3 separate regions of the Mus musculus genome follow, and all the other regions are linked to region 2. A link is a contact called in public Micro-C and promoter capture Hi-C data. All regions are on one chromosome and are shown on one strand. Each heading gives the region's core, a stretch centred on a gene start, on an enhancer-like site or on the middle of the called end of the contact. The rest is flanking DNA. Distances are from core to core; before and after follow the strand shown. Region 1 holds the start of Tnfrsf13b (tumor necrosis factor receptor superfamily, member 13b). Region 2 holds the start of Usp22 (ubiquitin specific peptidase 22). Region 3 holds the start of Aldh3a1 (aldehyde dehydrogenase family 3, subfamily A1).

Region 1 (2,700 bases), core at 72-2,571, 48 kb before region 2:
CAGATGTTTGTGAGCTATCCTGTGGGTGCTGGGAGCTGTACCCAGGTTCTCTGTAGGGCAGCGTCAGTGCACGTACCTGCTGGGCCTTCGCTCTAGGCCATGACTTCTTTTTCTTTTGTTTGTTTGTTTGTTTGTTTGTTTGTTTGAGGCAATGTTTTTTTCTGTAGCCCAGGCTGTCCTGGAACTAGCTCTGTAGACCAGGCTAGCAGAGAACTCAGGAGGCTGCCGGCCTCTGTCTCTCAAATGCTGGGATTAACGGCGTGTGCCACCACATCCAGCCAGACTTCCATTTTTATACATAAAGTTCTCCAGTTCCATCCGTGTTCATACAAATGGCAGGATTTCCTTCTCTTTTGAGAATGAAGAGAATCCCATTGTCCACACACATCCACTGAAGACATGCAGATTGCCTCTGTATCTGGGCTACTGTGAACAGTACTACAGTGAACTTGGGAGTGCAGTTGTTAGACTTTCTTATCCCTGCAGGATTCTGAAGACCAGGGAGTCTAAGCAATGAAGTTGATGCTGTAGCATTGATTCTTCATGTCATATATTGGACATGGAGTTCTCAGTCACTGTGTGCTGAGAACTTGCTATAAGAAGGGGCCTGTGGTGGCCAGGCGTTGAGGAGCACACCTGAAATCCCAGCCCTCTGGAGTCTGAGACAGGAGGCTCTTGAGACAGACAACATAGTGACACCTGTGTCAAAGGAACTAAAAGCCAGACAAAGAACAAGTGACTGTGTGAACTCATGTCATTCTCACAATGACTCAAGGGCCCACTTTTCAAATGAGGGCATGGAGGTACGAGACAATTTATATACAAGTCCTTACCAAGGTATCAGACCCTGAAGCAAAACCCAGATCTACAGGGACTGCACGTAACACCTAACGTCCTGGGAGCAATCACAGATGGCTTCGTGGGAGAGGTGACATCTCAACTGATCATTGAAAAAGAGACAGCAAGAACTGACCAGGCAGCAGCACAGGATGTAATGGTCCAAGAGGAGGGAAGGCTATGTGGGGAGGACAAGAGCTGTTTGGACATCCTAGCCTGGAGAGTGGGCAGTGGGCAGTGGACAGGAACCAGGCGCAGGAGCCGGGCCAGAGAAGATCTAGAAGTGTCAAAGCCCTGTCATTAATACAACCAGGCTAAGCCCTCACTGCTAAGCCAAAAGCGACAGGTCGCTTACCTGTCCTCCCTGGACTAAAGCGCAGGCGCAGGTCAGCAGGGTGGCTTATTTACATCCCCAGGTCGAAGGGGAAAACCCAGGAAGTGTGGCCTAGGCCTAACAAAATCTCAGGCTAATAATAAACGCCCTGAGTAATGAGTGGTGTAGGCCAGGGCAGGCAGGAGGCTGGAGCTGTTGGCGCAGGAGCGTGGTGAGTAGCCAGCCGTGGTGGGTGAGGGCCAAGAGGGTGCTCCGGGGGCTGGAGATCTAGCAGTGCCACCACGGCACAAGCTAAGGCTACTCAGCTTTGGGACAGCTTCAGTCCTGCACACGGAAGAGGCCTCCGGGGGTCAGGTCTTGCCTGCCAGTGGGGTCAGCCAAACAGGCAGGAACCTTCTTTTTTCTATCCACGTGCTCCAGATTTGTTTCCTTGTGCCCCTGGATTAGTTTGAAGTGAATCTGGTAAATTTTGGATGCCTCGAGATGCAGCATTTAGATCTCTGCCCGCACTTAACTGCTGTGAATTTCTAAGAACTCTTAATATCGTGACGCGCCTACGAGCACAGGTGTTGAGCGCGAAGTGCTGATGATGTGTGTCCTCGGTGGGCAGATTCAAATCAGACCTTCATGGCCCTCAGGAGAAAAGTGGGTTCTGTATTTCAGACTCTACCTATCCCCATCTGCCTTCTTATTTTTCTTGCTGATTTTTGCTGATGAATCAGAGCTGTTTATCCTATAGTGTTAAAGAGTTTCCTTAAAGAGTTTCCTCCAAGCTGGGCGGTGGTGGCGAACGCCTTTAATCCCAGCATTCGGGAGGCAGAGACAGGCGGATTTCTGTATTTCTGAGTTCGAGGCCAGCCTGGTCTACAAAGTAAGTTCCAGGATAGCCAGGGCTACACAGAGAAACCCTGTCTCGAAAAACCAAAAAAAAAAAAAAAAAGTTTCCTCCAAGGCAAAGTCATCAGGACCCACCACTCACAGCAGCTCTCGACCCATCCCCCTACCCAAGCTAGACTCAGGCAGGCCTTTGCTAGGATTTCCATCTCTGTCCAGCAACCATGTCCACCAAGGATGCGAATGAGTTTCACAGAGAATCGCAAGAGGTGATGGTCAGGAGCCATCTTGACCCAAAAGGAAATGTCAGAGGACCTGGGACCAGCAGTTAGGAATCAGGGAAGAATGTTCTGGAACCCACATTAGCTTTCCAGTGCTTCAGTGAGAGCCCAGACAGGTGGAGAGTTCAAGTCACTGCTGTTCTTAGTTTGCACACTGGCCCTTGGCCTCGGATAAGTCTCTTCTCTTCACCTACAAAATGGGCCTCAAACCGCAAATCTGCAGTCAACCCTTCAGACCCTCTTGAAAAGTGACATTCAAAGGTTCTGGGAAGTTAGAAAAAAATCCTCTACCTTATTTCAGTATTTTAAATAATTTAACATTTAAAATAATTATTTTAATATTTATTACATTTGTATTATCATGAAATAGGTATATATTCTTTCCATTCATAGTTTCTCTATAATAATAAAAAC
Region 2 (2,752 bases), core at 18-2,517:
ACCAAAAAGAAAAGAAAAAAGAAAAAAGAAAAGAACGCCAAGGGCTATAGAGAGAAGTCCTGCCTCGAGAAACTAAAGAGGGAGAGTTTGATGCTTAACATGAAACACCCAGCAGATTTGTCAGTTCTCCCGTTATAAAATGCTACTCAAGATAGAAACAATCAAAATTTTCTATTCCACTTTTCACCTTCAAAATCAAATTGTAATTATGAAGTTTTTTTTAAATTAGAAAATAATGTTTTCCCATCTCCAAATCACTAATAAAATCATCATAGTTGCTGAGATTTACAGGACCCAAAACAACAAAATAGCCACTCTCGAAGGCTGCGGTTGTCAATCACCTCCTACGTCCTAAAAATCTCGCTTCTCAACTCGAGTGCGCGGAGGCCCTGCCAGCCTCAGGTGTCCGCGAAGGGTCTCAGCCCCGGGAACGAGCTGTTATCCACGGAACTACCCTGCAGACCCCAGGCCCCCACCACTACCTTTACAGACAAATACTCCTCAATGGAATGTCCAGACAGATCTTCCTCCTCCTACTCAGATACCCCTCCCCCTCCCATCGTGGGTTCCACCGCCACACTCCCAACAGCGTCCACTAGGTGGTCCCTGGACCCCTCCCAGCACCGTGATGCTTCCTCTAGCCCCCTCCCTGCACCACGACGCTTCCTCTAGCCCCCTCCCCACGTTGCGAGGTTCTCCTTAGTCCCCCTTCCTGCACCGGGATGCTTCCTCTAGCCCCTTCCCTGCACCGCGAGGCTTCGCCTTGCCCATTCCTCGGCCCCACCCCCTCACGGCAAGGCTTCCCCTCACGCCCTCCCCGCAAGGCCAGGCTCCCTCCCCACGACTACCAGGCTTCCCCTCTCCCTCTCCCACCTACACTCCCCGCTTCCCAGCCCGCAGAGCGGCGCAAGCCTTGGGCTCACCTTGCGCTTGCGAGCCTCGGCAGTTCCGCTCCACACGAAGCACTGGTAGATGGCCCGCAGGTTTTGCTTCCAGTTGTCCACCTTGAAGCTGCCCAGGTGCGAGCAGCCAGGCGGCGGTACCGCCAGCTCAGCGTCCATGGCCTCGACCTCAGGCTCCGGCCTGGCCACCATGGCGGGCAAGGCCCGGGCGCGCGGGGCAGGCGGCGACGGGGGCGAGGACGACGCCAGGGCGGCGAGAACAAAGCTGGGGGACAAAGACCGCGTTGAGAACTCAGGCAGGCTACAGCAGCACCCACCGCACGCGCAGCACCCTCTGACTTCGAGGAGGGCGGGGCGAGGCTGGGCGGGACAGGGCGGAGCTGTCCGCGGGAAAGGATAACGTCACCCAGGCCGGCGGCCTTAGTGCGCAGGCTCCGCTGCTCTAGACCCCGCCTATCAGCCCTCCTCTCGCCCGCTGGCTCCAGAGAAAAGCCGAAGGCCTCGGGTTGGGTCAACAGGGTCCCGCCCTCGCGTCACACCATTGGTGGTTTGCCGGTCTAAGACACGGTCTGCGCCTATTATAGGCTTTCGAACCGCCTCCGGAGACGCCAGCGATTTGACGTTTCGAGTCTCTCCTTGGAAGGCGGGGCGTGCTGAGGATTGGGTAAAACTGAGTGTCAGTCAGGCCACTGAACCGGTTTGCACCGGCCTGAGCTCTGCCGCAAAGAGGCGGGGCGACGGAGGGGTGGGGCAGGGTAGGGCCTGCGTCTGCGAGTTCTCTGAAAGGAGGGTTTCTAGGTTCTGTTTGTTGGTCCTTGGAGTTCCTAGTGTGGGCGTTTCTGCAGAGACTGCCATCTTGGCGACTGTGTTGGGTACCGCAATGCCACAGCTGGAGATTGGGCGTGGCAAGAATACAGATCTTCCCTTCCCTAGGATATTATTCAGCGTTATCCTATTGAACTAGAATGCCAACTGGTATACGAATTTTTTTAGTGGCTACATTTTGTACAATATTTTGCACCAAGAAAGATAAAATTAATTTTAACAAGCAGTCAAATAAAGACAGAATATCAAGTCAAATTTTTACATTGGCTTTGAAATATCGTGTTATACAGGTTTGGTATAGCAATTCAATTTGTACTAGCCACATTACACTCTATTATTAAGTAGGAACAGTATAGAGCTATGATGCATTTAGCTCTCCTATCTGAGGGTTACACAGATGTGCAGCAAACCAACTCAGAAGAGAAAATATTGATCTTCTGCCCTACAAATTGTATATACCGAGTAAATAGACACCTCTCTCCTGTTATACCTTAAACAGGATAACAGCTAGGTGTCAAACTCAGGCAGACAGGTACCCATGATGTGGAGCAGTGAAATAATTCTCCAAGACAGAAAAGGCAGAAGAAGTAGAGAGTTCATCGGTGTACTGCAGTAACAGCAGCTAGCAGACAAGACAGCCGAGAAAAATTGCCGACAGGCATTTTGATGTCATGGTTCCGAGGAGCAATTGCAGTTGTGGCTTGTCCAATGAGTACCAGCTTGGTCTTAGAGCAGTGATGGTCGTATTCAGGCTTAGATATGGCTTAGCATGCTATCTTAGTTGGCATTTGAGTATCACCCAGAGAGGAGTTACAGCATAGAGAAGGGGGTGGGTGGGGGTTGGTGTGTCTGTGTATATGAATATTTTGGGAGCTACTCAGGTTGAGGCAGGAGGATCATTTGAGCCCGGAGTTTGTGGTCAGCCAGAGCAAATAGTGAGACTCATAGTAAAAAGAGGAAGGGGTGGGGTGGGGAAGCTGGTAAGATGCATACAGACCATATAGGTTAGAGGCAAATATTACATC
Region 3 (2,700 bases), core at 176-2,675, 34 kb after region 2:
AGGCAAGTAGCAGCCAGCACAAAACTGCTGTGTTAATTAACTACAAGGGTATGTTTTCAGCAGGCAATTTTGCCTCTGTGCGGATATCATAAAACACACTTAAACAGACAGGGCTGGTGTAGACTTACTACACAGCTCAGCCACTGCTCCAGGGCCACCATGAACAAAGTAGCACAAAATTAGGTCAAGAAGAGGAAATTATGTGGTAACCACGGTATGCATGGGCAGCTGCTGGCCTCATGTGGCACGCTGTTTTCCTTTCTCCTCTCCTTTCCTTGTGATGATCAGAGGGGGACCCTTTATGATAAGGTAAAGAGCAAATGCAAAAGGCACTAAGTCAGTAGTTAGCCCCAGGTGTTGGTTACTGGAATGTGTGTGTTGTGCCTTGCTGCAGCCGCTGCTATGGCACAAAACCAACGGACAAGAGAAATTTCCAACTCCATTATAATCTTATTACCGATAACTGTAGACACAGGGTGCCAGAGGGCATAGCTGCTCTGGAGGAAAAGACTGACAGGACAAAGTGTTGCTATGTGATATGATGTTGGAGCAGAGCCATGGCGTGTGCAGATTTCGGGGAGAGCAAGAACACAGGCTTGGTGGGAACTTGTCCTTTCAGAGAACTGAAATGCAAAAACAGTGGGTGGGTGAGAGGGCAAAGGGGCCTGGTAGAAAGAGGTCGAGGAGCCCCGTGACAGAGCAGTTGTGGGCTGTGCCGATGGTGGTGACTCATGTCACCCTATACACCACAGTGTGGCACAGGCCAGGGGCTCAGAGAACACTGGCTAAACATACAGAAAGGGACTTCCAGGTTCTGTCCTCCCTGGGTGATACAGAGAGGAAATTCCTGGCAGTTCTGGTGGGGCCTGGCCATGTTTTCCACTAATCTTTGAGGGAACAGATCCACTTACTACTGGGGATGCCTTTAGACATCTCCAACCAGTAGGTTGTGTCTGTGCCTCAGTGGGACCCTTGTGCATACGGCGGTGACAGAGTGGGATGTGATTTTTCTGCCTTTCTTGGGTGCTGTGCCCACAACTGCGTGACTGCGGCTTACACGCTGTAGACCTTACATAACAGGGGACGCAGGGACCAGCATCTGGCAAAAGCAGGAAAAGCATGAACTCCATGCCAGGCTGGATTACTCAGTGGCCCCCACGCCCAGGGCAAACACAGGCTTCTTTTGAGGGCTGGCTAAGAGCCCACACAAACTTTCACAGGCCCATCTTGCATTTCAGAACAGAACAAAACAGACAGCCCAAGACACAATCTTCAAAACCCGTGTGAAGCAGAGGTCTGGATTATGCTGCACCCACATTTGAATATTGTTTTATCTTCGTCACGCGAACTTCCTGGGGAAGGACTCTGAGGTCCAAGTGGGCGGGGAGAAGGGTCCTTAAATGTGTTCTCTCTTGGCTCTTGCTTATTCCAGGAGTTCCAGCTGCTGGAGAGGACTGTGTAGAAGGTAACCTACCCCATCTCTCTTACTTCGTCTCTAGATGGGAGCAGACAAGTACATATAGCCTGCTTGGAGCGAGGACTTTGAAAGGCTGAGACTTGCGTCCACTCTGAGGGCAACTAGTCCAGACTCTGACAGGTCAGCATTTCCTGACTGGGTGCACTGAATGCCAAGCACCAGAGGTCTGTCACCTTCCGACATTGGACCAAGAGAGTCCCAGAGACCCTCAAAGACACAGGAACAGAGGTGTCCTTTGGGTGAGAGACCTGTGCCCTGCCAAGCCTCTCAGCCCCTAGAAAGGCGGCAGGGCTGAGTAGCTGAGTGTGTGCAACTTGGGAGCAGCCTGATTTCAGTGCTTGTCACCTGTGAGGGCAAAGGCAGCATGCTTAATGCCATCAGTCCTACTCTTCTCACCCGTGGAACAGACGCATAACTGACCTTTTTTCGTGACCACTATTAGGGTGCATTTAAAAATCAATCTCTCTCTTTTCTGCTCCTCTTTCTCCACCTTCCCTCATGTGTGTGTCTGTGTGTGTGTGTTTCTGTGTGTGTGTGCGTGCACCATACAGGTATATGTGCCATGACATGTGTGCAGGTCAGTAGACAGCCTTGGTTGTCAGTCCCTGCCTTCTACTTTGTTCAAGGCAGGGTCTATTCTTTATTATTGACTGCTATCCAGGTACACCAAGACAGTTGGCCTGTGAGGTTCCAGGGAGTCTCCTGTCTCTGGCCCCCATCTTATAGCAGGAGTTGTGAGATTTCAGAAATGTGCACCCACATCTAGCTTTATTTGGCATCTTGGCACCCAAACTTGGGTTCTCATGCTTTCCAAGCAAGGACTTCACCCACTGAACCATCTCACCAGCTCCACTATGGCGGTTTTCTGAAACTGAAGGGAGTGGGGAGAAGGCGCTGAGTGTGAACGGGTCTGGAAGGCGGGTATAACCTTTAAGGCTGGCTGGTTCTGAGAGAGGAAAGCCGGCTTGTGTCCCATTCAGGTGCCAGGTGCAGCATCAAATGTGGCTCCACCCAACGGTCAGTAACTCCGCAGACAGCACCGTGGTTAACTGCCTCACAGAGGGGGCCCAGGGACCTAGTTCCTTAAAGCCCACTTAGTTTTGAGAGACGACATGGAGGGGCAAGCCCAGCCCTGTCCAGCTGCATTCACACGAGGCCCTTCTCCTCCGAGGACCCTACCTTTGTGTTTAGTGGCTGAGGCTGTGTGGCTCTGCTTGAAGCTC

What was found. Promoter capture Hi-C pulls out the DNA fragments that hold promoters and counts their contacts. Hi-C and Micro-C count contacts between places; a contact is called where the count stands out from the background.
Region 1: a promoter capture Hi-C map of macrophages shows a contact between it and region 2, with 5 read pairs. The contact joins the promoter of Tnfrsf13b here to the promoter of Usp22 in region 2. A contact is called at or near these places in 3 of 39 promoter capture datasets (the 3T3-L1 cell line, macrophages and trophoblast stem cells), 9 of 484 Hi-C or Micro-C datasets (B cells, bone marrow-derived dendritic cells, bone marrow-derived macrophages and 4 more), 8 of 115 datasets of contacts at active chromatin or transcription factors (the 230-238 cell line, CD8 T cells, the HPC-7 cell line and 4 more) and 4 of 9 other capture datasets (adipose tissue, embryonic stem cells, liver and 1 more).
Region 3: a Micro-C map of muscle stem cells shows a contact between it and region 2, with 4 times the contacts expected there. The contact joins the promoter of Aldh3a1 here to the promoter of Usp22 in region 2. A contact is called at or near these places in 1 of 39 promoter capture datasets (macrophages), 1 of 484 Hi-C or Micro-C datasets (muscle stem cells), 5 of 115 datasets of contacts at active chromatin or transcription factors (embryonic fibroblasts, embryonic stem cells, microglia and 1 more) and 2 of 9 other capture datasets (adipose tissue and pancreatic islet).

Annotation. Positions count from the first base shown.
Region 1 is chr11:61,125,434-61,128,133 of GRCm38.p6, forward strand. Tnfrsf13b (tumor necrosis factor receptor superfamily, member 13b) reads left to right here and starts at 1,322. Exons shown (of 5, transcript NM_021349.3): 1 at 1,322-1,382.
Region 2 is chr11:61,173,792-61,176,543 of GRCm38.p6, forward strand. It overlaps Usp22 (ubiquitin specific peptidase 22), which reads right to left and starts at 1,268. Exons shown (of 13, transcript NM_001004143.4): 1 at 924-1,268. The coding sequence starts at 1,094.
Region 3 is chr11:61,207,317-61,210,016 of GRCm38.p6, forward strand. Aldh3a1 (aldehyde dehydrogenase family 3, subfamily A1) reads left to right here and starts at 1,426. Exons shown (of 11, transcript NM_001112725.1): 1 at 1,426-1,465.